Linked DNA regions of Rattus norvegicus: region 2 is linked to region 1. A link is a contact called in public Hi-C data. All regions are on one chromosome and are shown on one strand. Each heading gives the region's core, a stretch centred on a gene start, on an enhancer-like site or on the middle of the called end of the contact. The rest is flanking DNA. Distances are from core to core; before and after follow the strand shown.

Region 1 (6,468 bases), core at 2,336-4,835:
GGAGCGAAAACCCTTTCACAGGGGTCGCCTAAGACTAACAGAAATGTCAGATGTTTACATTATGATTCATAAAAGTAGCAAAGTTACAGTTACGAGGAAGCAGTGACAATGATTTTAGGGCTGGGGTTCACCACATGAAGCACTCTACTAAAGCGGTAGCAGCGGCATTAGGAAGGTTGAGAACCACTAGACTATCAGACACCCTCAAACACCCACAGAGTTGTGTATTGTGGAGAGCCGGTCAGAAAACACTAAAACAAAAACAAAACGGTTGTTCTGTGCAAATTAACAACCTGTAATTTATAAGCTAGAACCGGCCCCATAACAATTGCTGCTCTCGGAGAGAACACTGGTGAGGCCTGGGTCCACACGACCTTCAGGTTTATTTTGTCGCCATCATTAACATGCGATGTTCTGTTTTCTCATCTCCAACCCAACAGTGCACAGGCACCGGTCACACCTAATACAGAACCTCTGGCTGGCTGCGACTCAAAGGATAAAGTCCACACTGGGCACTGCACATCCACCCTGGGCAGGGTTCTCAACAGGGTGCTACTCACCAGCCCTCATACACCCACACGTCGGGGTGCTCAGATCCAACCCCACATCGGATGCCTAAGCCCCAGAGGGGCAGCCTTCCTTCCTTCAACTAGTCTAGAGTTTCATGCCTGTGTCCTTGGATATGCTGGCCCCAACTGAGAGGAAGCCCTTTCTCTAACCCCCTCGCTTCCTCCGATTCCTCCAGACCTTGTCTTACACCCTTGGTGGCCTATACCTCCCTTTGGATGGGTGAAATATGTGTTCCCTTACTAAACTGCTACTTGCTGCATCATTTTCTAGCTCAGTGACCTTGGTCAGGTTCATTAATGACACTGAGGCGACTTCCTCATATGCTGAAAGCCAGCATCAATTTGCTGCCGCAGTGAAAATTACTCTGGAAGGTGTTAAACTTGTAAGGACAGCCCCATCACTCCAAGTTAAGCTGAGGGAGAGACCAAATTTTAGTCTCCAGTTCCAGGATGCTCTCTGTGTTCACACACACACACACACACACACAGTTCCAGGATGCTGTGTTCACACACACACACACACACACACACACACACACACACACACCCCTTTTACATTTATTCTTTTTACTTTATGTGCATTGGTGTTTTGCCTGCATGTATGTCTGCGTGAGGGTGTCAGATCATGAAGTTACAGACAGCTGTGAGCTGCCACATGGGGGCTGGGATTTGAACCTGGGTCCTCTGGATGAGCCCTCCGTGCTCTTACCTGCTGAACCATCTCTCCAGTCCCTCTCACTTCTGGGCTTCTATCTGCAGGAGAGACCCATGGTGATATATGGATCATTTAAAAAGAAATGAGGTGGGAAGCCCCTGAGAGACATGGGCTCCTTAACAATGTGCACAGAAGCACTGTGCTGGCACATACACAACTACTACGTAGATCACGCAAATGATGAACGGATGCAAGGGGGCTTGTCATCAGAGAGCTTATAATCAAGAGGGGACCTAACAGTCCACATGAGTCTCATCTTAAAAAAAAAAAAAAGTAACAAACGCCTGTATTGTCACTAAGAGTCGCAAGAAATCTGCTAGGCTGCCTTTCCCTGACTTGGCTTGTGTTGAGTCTGCCATATTGGTTACTTGCACTTAATGTATGCATGTTTTAGCATTATCAATCACTGATGAGATTCAATACCAAGTCACTGAACACCTACTGCACCAGGCTTTATGAGAACAAAGATAAAGGCGGTGGACTCTGCCCAGGAGCCACTAAATAAACTGAAAGGAAGCTAAGCCACCAATACACATAATTAATACAGATCTGAATAATATACGATGTATAGAGGGCCTAACGATCAGGAAAGACATTTGAGTTAGGGCACTGAAGCGCATACAGTTAATACTGTATGGTACAACTTATTGATGGCCAATAGACTGTTACTACTATATGTCACATACATTAACATATGCTGCATGCCACACCGGATTATTTATGTATTACCTTTCTCCTTATTCTGATTTTAAACCTACCCATGTTGCCTAAAGCATCCTTTAAACCTTTAAGAGAGACCCATTTAACAGATGAGAAAACCGAGGTCGTGCAATTTTTCTAGGTTAAGAAGCAAAAGTAAAAATATGTAAGTAAACAGGACCCAAGGGATACACGAGCATTCCACACAGAGGGCACGGACCCATTTCCCAGAGCCATTTCCTGCAGTTCTTTCTTCTGCCCAACACATCCAGTGGGAATAACACACTGTAGCTCTCCTTTTCCGCCAGGGCTTTTCTCTTCCTGGGTCTTAAGTGAACTGTTGAGTCTCATGAAGACGCTCTCAAGCATTTCCACTCACTCCAGGACATGTTATTTAAATCACGGGAGCTTCAGGAGACGTGAGACCGGATCAGATATCCAGGTGGACAAAGCCCCTGGTAGGGTCAAGAAACTAAAGCTACCAGATTGGGGATCGGTTCCTGGATACCCTCCAGGGGATGGCAGCAGTACTCTACTCACCCAGGAGGCGCAATCCCCGGCGGAATCCTCCCCTCCTGACCCCGCTAGCAGCTTGGGAGCTGCCATCTGCTCTTTTACCCTTCACCTGCCATGGCACCCCGCACAACCTGCATCCTAACCCGAGGCATCCGAGCATCGCGGGGCAACCGAGCCCCAAACCCGGTCCAACGCGCGCCGAGCCCGGCCCGCCCCTGGCCAGACACTTACGGTTCCAGTATACCGGGTAGCACTCTCCTTGAGTGACATCCACCTCGTAGAGGCCGCCGCGCACGCACACGGGCTCGATGGTCACCAGCTCCTCCATCTCCGGCTCAGGCCCCACCGCGCGCGGGCAGAAGCCGCAGGCGCGGTCCTCGTCGTCCTCCCTGAAGCTAGAGGTTGGGCCGCACACCCGGTCTCCATCGCGGTCCGCCGACCGGGCACGAGAGCCCGTCGTCTGCAGGAGGCTCCGGAAGGCGAGCTCAATGCGCAGAGAGTCGTAGCCGATGAAGGGCTTCCAGGTCTTCTTGTCTTCCTTGTAGAACCAGCGCACCTCCTCGGGGCCCAGCTCCGTCACTACCTCGTAGCGGTGCCGAGCGGCGCAGCCGCCCGGCCGGGAGCGCTTCCTGTCACCGGGTCCCCCTCCCGCTGCCCCGCCGCCCCCCGAGTTCGGAGCGACCAGCGGCGGCGGAGGCGAAGAAGAGCTACCGCCGCCCGCGCTCTCGCCCTCGCTGTAGTAGCGCAGCGACGAACCCGACTCGGCCGAGCTGAAGTCGTAGTTCTCGTCGCTGAGGCACGGGTCCAGAGCCAGGTGGCTCAAGTCGTCCGCGCCCGGTGCCAGGTGCAGCGGCTCCGCGCGCAGCAGTGACAGCGGCACGCCGTCACCCGGCTGGTGCTCGAAGCAGCAGCCGCCGCCACCGAACACGCCCGCCGCGTCCGAGCCTAGCTCCCAGGCACCGCCGCCGCGGCCGTTACGCTCGGGGCTCCGTGGGGCGCCGCGGCCGGGGTAGTTCATGCCGCCGGCGCTTCCGCCACACGCGCATCCGATGCCGCCGCCCTCTGGGCCCGGACTTTATAATCTTTCAAATCCCCAGCAGGGCAGCAGCTGCGGCCGAGGCGACTCCGCCTCCCCGCCGGCCCCCGGCCGCCGCAGCGCGGTTCCGGGGCCCGCCCCATTGTTACGCAGACCCCCCCGCGTGGGCGGGGCCCGAAAGAGGCCCCGCCCCCAGACCGCGCGCGCCTCCCCGGAAGGCCCGAAGCCACTAGTGTTGCTCCTGCTGGCGCTCGGCGGAGTCTAATGGTTCGCGCCTGGAAGAGGGGGTCAGACGAGGTCGCGGCAGTCTCGGCAACGGTGGAGCCCCTGCCTCAGCTCGCACTGGCTCCGCCCCCTCGCTTCCACGCCCCTGAATGCCAGCCGGAATGAGGTTTTCGCCCACTCATCTTTACACTTTGGGGTCATGAGCCCCAGCTCTATGCCCAGAGGGGCCCTGGAAATTGCTAGCTCACGTCCCTGGCTTTAGGCCTGCCTGAAGCATCCGAAAGACCTGCTTGGTCACCTGGTCTGGCCCTTTCCCAACCTTCAGCCCATTCATAAAGAAGGCACTCCGCCTCTGCGGCTCACCTGGCAATACTACTCCCACTTAGAAAACAGGAGTCCTAGCGTCACTGTGCCAGCTCTTAGGGTTGCTTACTCTCATGTACTTATGCTTCCGGTTCTTTCCGTATTACAGTAAGGCCTTGGATGGAAACCAAGTACCTATGTCTCAGTCTTTCCCCACAGTCTCTGCACATTCGATGTGCCTTGGTTATAAACTAACTGGCCTTGCCAGCCTGGTGTGATAGATTATTAGACTGAAAGAAAAACAAGGTTCTAGACTCAACTTTGCCACCCCCAGGCAAGTCATTTAATCTCCTTCATTTGTTTGTCTTATTCCTTGTGCATAATTAGGAGATCATTGTACCGGGTGATCTCTAGCGATGCCTAGAAGTGATTCTATGGCCTTTAAGCCTTCCCGAGTTTGGCTCGGTTTTTGTTTTTAATGTACCTCCGATTCTGTAACTCACTTCCTGGTTTCAGGGAAACATCGGGGCTTCTTTTTGTTAGATTTTCAAGACAGCGCAAAGAGACAGAAGACAGAGACCAGAGTCTGACATCAACAGAAGTTTATTTCAAACAGAAAGACTCTCCTGAGGGAAATGGGTGTCTTGGAAGGGAGTAAGCTAGCTGGGGTCCTTTATAAAGGCCAGTGGGAGACTTGGAAATGAAATTCTTGCAGCCACAGGGCTATGTGTTGGTCTGTGATGTGTCTTACCTGGATTTGTTTGATTTACAAAAGACCGTTCGACTTGGGTGGCAGGCTCCTCCAGCAGAGATTATCTGGATTGTGGCTGACTGAAGAATTTGGTCAAGGTCAGCTCTATTCCCACAGAAATCCTGTTTTATAGCTGAGGCACTTTGTCACCTCAGACAATTTCTTTTAATTGAAAAGTTTTTATTTTATAGACCCACCCTATCTTGAGAATTGCCGGAAGACAATCTCCAACCTTGCTCTTAGACCAAGAGTAGACAGTCTTCACTGTTAATGTTTTTACTCTTTGTGGAATCAGGTCAGTAGGGCAAGTTGTCTTGCTCTGAGGATGTAACCTGTCAGAGATCCTTCAGAGTCCTTATTTAGATCCGGATCACCTCAGCTGTACACCCGTGCTTTTGTAGGGATGTGGTTAAAAGGCCCTGCTTCCTATGGGCGGATGCGAAGTGATACTGTTGCAATTCCTGCTAAGTAGAGGAGTACAAAGTAGACTTTCTACCAGCAAGGCTCGATTGGCTGGATATCTTGGCCGTGAGCAATCCGCCCGCTTGTACATTATTGCTTCAATGACAAAGCGTCATCCATACTGCCATCTTGAGTTGCTGCATCCCTAATTCTTTCCCAATGTTTCTATTAATAATAATGCAGAGTAAGAAATTGGGTATGAACTGTTTTCTTTCCATGAAGGCATTACCGCACACTGTTCTGATAGGTATCCAGGCACAGACACTTCTGTATAGCTTCTGATGCCAAAGAGAACCAGGAACCTGTAGCTTAGGAGGGGATCTTGATAAGTAAACACCGAGGCTATATTAAAGTGTAATTAAAAGTAGTAGATATCAGTGTTAAGTCTCAAACCCTGGGACAAATGGCCGAGGTGTCTATTTAATATCAAAGCAGATCCGACCTCCAGGTTCTCCCAGCATCCCTCAGTCCCTACCTGTTACAGGATATGGCTGGCATACCCTGCCTTCTACCCCAGAACTCTCCAGCCCAGGGACCAGGCTGCCCTTCCCTAGGTGCCTCTTCCCTATATAATCCAGCCTTTTTGGTCACCTGCCCCTCTTGCACTTTTGACCTCTTGGCTACAGCACTGGGTTCTTCTCTCTCCCCTCTCCCCACACAGCCCAGCTCAGCCTGGTCACATGTACTCTGGACAGATGTCTCTGTCTCTGGCTAAGCTCTCCCACATATCTATAATAAACTTCCTCCTCTACCGTACTAAGAGTACCCACGTCCTTTCCTTTCCTCTTTCTTTAAAATGTCTTCCTGTTGGCAGGATATAGCCAGAGTATTTCCATGCTAATAATCAATTGTGGTTTTGCTTGTCATTTGTTTGTTTGCTTTGTTGTTTGTTTGTGTGGTTTTTTTTTTTTTAGCAGTTTTAACTCTTAGGGATGACATCATTTCTATCAAAGAACATCATTGTTCTTTGGAGTTGTCTGTCTTGTTTGTTTCTTGAGATGGGAGCTTCTCTGTGTAGCTCTGGCTGTCCGGGAACTCAACCTGTAGACCAGGCTGGCTTCAAACTCAGAGATCTGTCTGCCTCTGACTTCCAAATGCTGGGATTCAAGGCCATCACACCCCAGTTACTGTTTTACAAATGACCCTTTGCCTCCTACTGAATGAATGTTTTTTTTATCATTTGTGTGCTAAT
Region 2 (6,468 bases), core at 1,444-3,943, 43 kb after region 1:
GTAAGCAAACACCAAATGGAGGCAGACCCAGATGGCGTAACGGTCATTCCTGGCTCTGATTTCTTTTACTTTCAAATCTTGGATCTTGGCTAAGGAGTAAGTAAACACCGGGTCCTGAGTCATCACTGAAACGCAGGCAATTCTTTGTTTGATGAAATTTAAGTGGCAATTTACTTCATACAGATAGTGTAAGGCCGTGCAGCACGGGACACCCGTGGAACAGGCGAGCCAAGATCCTGTGGGAGCAAAATCAGTTTCTGACTTAAGAATAACTGTGAGACAAGTATTACAAGAGGCAGGGAAGGGGGGTATATAAGCAAACAGGAGTCCTATTGTGAAAGCGTCTTAGCCTGAATGGATCTGGTCCAGGTAAGACAGTTCATTTCTGGTCCTGGTCTGGAACAGGCTTGGCAAGGGAGTGGCGAATCCAGGCAGATGTCCATCAACCTTGATGGCATCTGGGATTGTCAGGATGACAGTGTGAAGTCTTTCAAGGCAGGTGCCAGACCATTTTTCTGGAACTGCTTTGAAAAAGATTTATTTATGATTTCATGTATGAGAGTACACTGTTGCTCTCTCCAGACACACCAGAGGAGGGCATCGAACCTCACTACATGTGATTATGAGCCACCATGTGGTTGCTAGGAATTGAACTCAGGACCTCTGGAAGAGCACTCAGTGCCCTTAACTGCTGAGCCATTTCTCCAGCCCCGCTTCATAGAACTTCTGGATGTACACTTGGCCTCTGGGTCAGAATGAATGATGAGGCACCAAGGAGGGATCCAGAAGGGCATCTTGAACCCTAGAATGGACTGCAGCCTGGACCTGCAGGAAAGACTGTAGATACTTTAAAAGAAATGGATTAGTGACCTCCTCAATCCCCCCCCCCCCCCTTTAAATCAGTAGTCAGTAGGCCTTAGGTATGGAGTCTCCTGGAGGTCTGGCCAACTGGCCTGGGATAGGTCCAGTAAGTCCTCAGAGTCATGGAGGGGGCTCTTATCAATGGCACAGGGTTGAGACTCTGTACAGCAACAAAATGAGATAGGGCCAATCAAGCAACTGATATTGAGTGATGTGAGCATTTGACATCTACCAGCTGTGGTGGTTTGATTGAGAATATATGACCCCCAAAGGCTCATACATTTGAATGCTTAGTCATTTGCTAGACTATTTGAGCAAGATTAGGAGGTGCAGCCTTGTTGGAGGAGGTGTGGCCTTGTTGGAGGAGGTGTGGCCTTGTTGGAGGAGGTGTGGCCTTGTTGGAGGAGGTGTGGTCTTGTTAGAGGAGGTGTGGCCTTGTTGGAGGAGGTGTGGCCTTGGAGGAGGTGTGGTCTTGTTGGAGGAGGTGTGGCCTTGTTGGAGAAGGTGGGGCCTTTGAGGTTTTAAAAGTCCACATTAGGGCCAGTGTCTCTTTCTCTCTCTGCCTGCCTGCCTGCCTGCCTGCCTGTCTGTGTTTTTAGGAGCCTGCCTTTGTCACCATGCTCCTCCCATGATGACAACAGACTAACCCTTCTTTCCATAAGCAAGGCCAGTTAAGTGCTCCCTTTAATAAGAGTTGCTATGGTCATGGTGTCTCTTCGTAGCAATAGAATGGTGACTAGAACACTGGCCATCTGTCACTCTTAGGAGGGTTTCCGCAGTCAGGTTCTGGCCAGGGTGAGCTCATCAGCTTCCCTTACTTGTGTAGTAAGGTTGTGGCTATGCCACACAAACAGGATGATTACCTGGCAGCCGCTGTGCCCAGATATATTACAGTCCTTGCTAGGTCTGAGATAAAATACCTTTCGCAATGCTCGGAGTCTCATGGGTGGAATGGTTTAGGGACATCCGGTAACTAAAGCTGGGGCTTGTGTTAGCTCTCAGAAAGCTTGTTTCTTTGTTTCAAAGGCTGATCTCTCCAGAGTGATAGAATACAGGGCTTGGGCTTTTCCAGCAAACCCAGGAATTCAGAACCTGTGATAGCCCCACAGCCCCTGGAGTCTTGTACCTGCTTCTTGGTTTGGAGGCCAAGAAGGTGGAGGTTGGCTTCCATGCTGGCAGCACGGAGAGTTCTGCTACCTTGAGTGACTTTGTATCCAGATAGGAGACTTCAGCTCAGCACGGAGAGTGCTGCTACCTTGAGTGACTTTGTATCCAGAAGGAGACTTCGGCAGAGCTGAGTCTTTCCTCGGAGATGAAGCGTCTAGAGCAGCTGGAACGAGTCCTTTGTGAGTTTCACACAGGCAGCAGTGTTGGCTGCCACAGAATTTCATCTACATACTGGAGCACAGTTGAACTGGGGTGGAACACCCGGAATCTGGTCACGTCTTTTTTGTGAAGCCTCCCCAAAGAGTGTAGGGGGATTTTGAATCCTTGGGGTAGTCGTGTCCAGGTTAGCTGGCTCATCTCCTTCTTGGACATCGGAGAAGTCCATTCAAAGATAAATGTGGGCTGTCTAACCCGCACCAGGGGAATGGACAAGCAGCCATTCTTAAGGTTCAGGACTGTATAGAGCCGGTGGTCTGATGGGAGGACATTCGTGACAGTTGGGGACACTGGCTCTCTCCATCAGAGGCATTGTGGTAGCCACAGAGGAAGAAACAAGGGGTAGAAAGCCAGGAGGAAGTGGGGGAAGCAGGGACAAGGGTAGGGTGAGGAGGTGGATAGGATGGGGTTGGGCCGAATGGATGGGCCTGAGGTTACAGGGGAGGGGATGAATCTGGGCGAGGTAGAAGAGGCAGGGATGGGTAAGATGGATTGCAGACAGGGGAGAGGGAGCCCAGTAGAGGGCTCTGAACTCTGACCGCAGGAGGACTGGTAGCAGGAGGCCTGTGACAGGGAGCCAGGAGCACTGGACTCCCTGTTAGTGAAGCAGCCTCTGCCTGCTTCTACCTCCCAGTATCCAGCGGTGCTACTGCCGCCAGGCCCTATGCAGAGCTGAAAGTACCGTCCCCCTCCTCCGCCCGCTTCCAGGCTCCCTAGCTTTGGCAGGTCCTTTTCCTGCCGGGAAGGAGCAGGGGCTGTTGCACCCAGGATGGGGTTGGGCCAGTCATTGCTAGGTGAAGCAGGCCCAGACTGGCGTTCACCCAAGGACCCCTTTACTGTGGAGCCCTGGGCTAGAGGTGTGTAGCTCCAGGACCTGATGGGTTTGTCTGGAGATTTCTTATCCTGGAGAGGAAAGCAGTCTTTGCAAACAAAACGAATAGCTAAAAACAGCAGAGGTTGCCACCTATTGTCAGAATCTAGAAAAATCAAGCAGACCTTCACTCAGAGTCAGCTCCCTTTTTGGGGATGGTGAGGGATGGCGAAGGTGAGACAACTCCCTTCTGGGGACTGGGAGGAGGGGGGGTGGGCAGACGTGTGGGAGGGTTGGGGGGGGGAGATGAGACAAAACAGAAACACTAGCGGCAAAATCAAGAAATCAATTAAACAACTCCATGAGTCAAACTTGCCTGACACACATTCAATCACTCACACATGGATAAATGGCTGGTTATTTATTCAGGCAAAACAGAATCTCTTATGAGGGACAAAAGCAGGATAAAAAAAGAATTCCCCACTACTGGCACCCCAGTTAGTGTGGAGGGCTGGAAAGAAGTTCTCATCAGAATTTTCCTTCCTAAACCAGGAAAAGAGCCTTGACTTTCTATCCCTCTTATCCAGAAGAAGGAGAAGGGTGAGAAGAAGAAAGAGAAGGAGAAAGAGAAAGAGGACAAAGAGAAGAAGATGACTCGACTCTCCTTTAGGCCGTACCTCATTTATCCAGAAAGTTCCCATGAGGCTTATCCTCTTCAACCAGAACCAGAACTGAATTCAGTACGTAGACCTCATCCTAAGAGCATGAGCAGGATTCTGTTTTGGTGCTGGGAGCCTGGTCACTCTAGTCCTTTCAGGACTCAGTGAGAAGAGTTGGGCCCTGGAACAATTTGTTGGGGTATCTCCCTTAAAACATCTTCCTGGCAGGGCAGGAATGAGGCTGAGTCCCACAGAACATGGGGGAATCTCGCTGTGGCCTCCAATGTCATGATCCACATAAGACAGTTACTGTCAACCATGATGATTAAACCAATTAAAGAAGTTTCAAGTCCTTCTTATGGATGGCCAGACCAAGAGGGGGCTTGAGCTTTCAAAAAGTCATCTTGGTGCCTAAGCTCAGGGATACAGAGTTTCAAAGGCAAAACAAGATACTTCAGTTAGGTGAGGATCAAAGTAACTCTCTGAACGGTTGTTCATTTCTGGCAGAGAATAACAGTTACTTTAGACAGGACTTGCCAATTACTGATTAACAATATAGTTAAGGCCATGAGAATCTCCAATGTTTTACCAAGGCAGATGTCAGTGTTGTGGGGAGTCTGATAGAGGGGCTGAGAACTGCCCAAGCAAAGCTGTGCCAGAACAGGAGGGCATTGCCTTAGCCATTTCAAAGCCACCTTACTCTTTCCTATATAGGCAGGCACCTCCTTCACTAGCAGTGAGAAGAACTAAGGTCCTGAGAGCCCAGAGAATCACTCTAGTAGGAACCATGTTGTTCTGTCAAAAGCATCGTTCCTAGAAAAGTGTTGAGACATATGGAAAGGTACCACCAAGAGAAGACATATGAGGTACAGCATCAGGTCTCAGAGCAATAAAGCGAGGGGTTAGAGGAAATCTCGGAGATGGTTAGAGGAAAGAGAGTGAGCTGTCTGTCACACCATGGGAGCATGGCGGTTTCAGCCAGAGTAGACGCTAGAACTTCTTGTCCAGGAAGAGAATGGACGTTGAAGGAAAGCAATGCCTAACAGTTGGACATACCCTGTGTCCTGCCCATATCTCTCTTATCTCTCATTCTTCTTTCTCTCTTGCTTTTTATCACCCTATGGGGGAATCTGAGGGCCTATAGCCATTGTTTGATGGCTTTCTTTGAATGTCAGGGGCTGGCTGAGCATGAGTTGAGAGGTGGGAACAATCCCCCTCAGGCATTCCAAGCCTGTAGTCATAGATTTCAGGAAAACCTTACTTAGCTGCTCACTGAGAAACACAGGGTTTTCTCCACCTCCCTGGGTCACTGTCAGCCTTTGCAAAATATACTGCTTTGGTAATATATTGTTTCATTCTGTTCTGCAAACACTGAGTCATAATTGGTACCTGTTCCCAGTGCTTGTTAGAGACTGACCTGAGAGTTGCAGTTGGGGATTAACCTCAGGAAATGCTATTGCCTCATCAGAAAATTGGGTTAATGGCTTTTTGTTGATCTGCCTACCCATGTACAGCACCCCAGATATAGGGTTTCTTCATCTGTATTGCAGCAATGTGGAAAGGGGGGCTGAGAAGTCCTTTGTGGACACTCTCAGAACCGTGTAGAAAAATCCCTTTAAGATTTTTGTAGACCAATATTTCTGTAACCTATCTCAAGTTGTAACTACAGCCCTTAAGAGTCTGAGGCAGGGGGACTGGGATGAGATTGTGGCCGGAGTGTGGGCTACATAGCAAGAAACTGTTTCAGAAAATAAACAATGGAAAGAGAGAGAGAGAGAGAGAGAGAGAGAGAGAGAGAGGGAGGGAGGGAGGGAGGGAGGGAGGGAGAGAGAGAGAGAGAGAGAGAGAATATGAATTCATATGATTTTTTGTCCTATGAAGGGGGTGACCCCTCTTTCCAGGGAGCATTAGTTAGAAAAAGCCGTACGGAGCTGGGGATTGTGGAGAAGAGAGATTGTTGGTAGAAGATTTCTTGGTGTCTCTTAGTTAGGATGTCCATGGCAGTGATACAACACCATGACCAAAATTAGCTTAGACCAAAAATAGCACCTTACACCTTATAGTCTATCGTGCAGGGATGTCAGGCAAGGATGTGGAGGAAGGAACTGAAGCAGAGACCATGGAGACACACTGCTTACTGGCTTGCTCTACATGGCTTGCTCTTAGCACTTAGTACCACCAGCCCATGGGTAGCACTGCCCACAGTGAGCAGTGCCCTCCCACATTGATGTGCCCACAGGTCGGTCTTGTGGGGGATTCTTTTTCCCATGAAGTTCCCTTGCCTAAAAGAACTCTATCTTGTGACAAATTGACATAAACCTTGTCAGGGAGTGGTGTTTAGGACACAGGAAGGGGTGAGAGTGTCACCAGGATGAAGTCGTCTTTCCCTTTTTGCAGAACTCACAAGCATTTTCCTATTGCCTGGGCCTTAGAAGTCTCTGGTCTATCCTTTAGCCTATGAAGATTTGAGCGTATGGGATCTGGGTTGCTTTCCATTTTCTAACTGTAAATATTATTACAGTTTATGCATCCCTGCTTTGGTTAAGTTTCCATATTCCAGTTTGTACTTGGGCCATGTTTCTGCACAAAAGAGGACCAGGAGCCAGACAGTGGTGGCACACACCTTTCGTCCCAGCACTTGGGAGGCAGATGCAGACAAATCTCTATGAGTTCAATGCCAGCCTGGTCTACAGAGTGGGTTCTAGGACAGTCCCATTTACATAGAAAAAACAAAACAAAAAGCAAAACAGACTG

The links. A called contact is a pair of places that touch in the nucleus more often than the background predicts.
Region 2: a Hi-C map of the Rat2 cell line shows a contact between it and region 1, with 2.5 times the contacts expected there. The contact joins the enhancer-like site here to the promoter of Ddhd1 in region 1. A contact is called at or near these places in 4 of 12 Hi-C or Micro-C datasets (the A7r5 cell line, the Rat2 cell line, kidney and 1 more).

The regions. Positions count from the first base shown.
Region 1 is chr15:21,367,023-21,373,490 of GRCr8, forward strand. It overlaps Ddhd1 (DDHD domain containing 1), which reads right to left and starts at 3,586. Exons shown (of 12, transcript NM_001033066.2): 1 at 2,731-3,586. The coding sequence starts at 3,517. It overlaps LOC108352895 (a long non-coding RNA gene), which reads left to right and starts at 3,797. Exons shown (of 2, transcript XR_001841294.3): 1 at 3,797-3,926; 2 at 4,607-6,468.
Region 2 is chr15:21,410,973-21,417,440 of GRCr8, forward strand. The region is part of intron 2 of LOC102547310 (a long non-coding RNA gene); the gene reads right to left. Among named protein-coding and RNA genes, the nearest start is that of Ddhd1, 44 kb to the left of the region's middle. Within about 2 kb of position 2,694, at least 2 of the 93 cell types and tissues checked have an H3K27ac peak or open chromatin away from gene starts, as enhancers often do.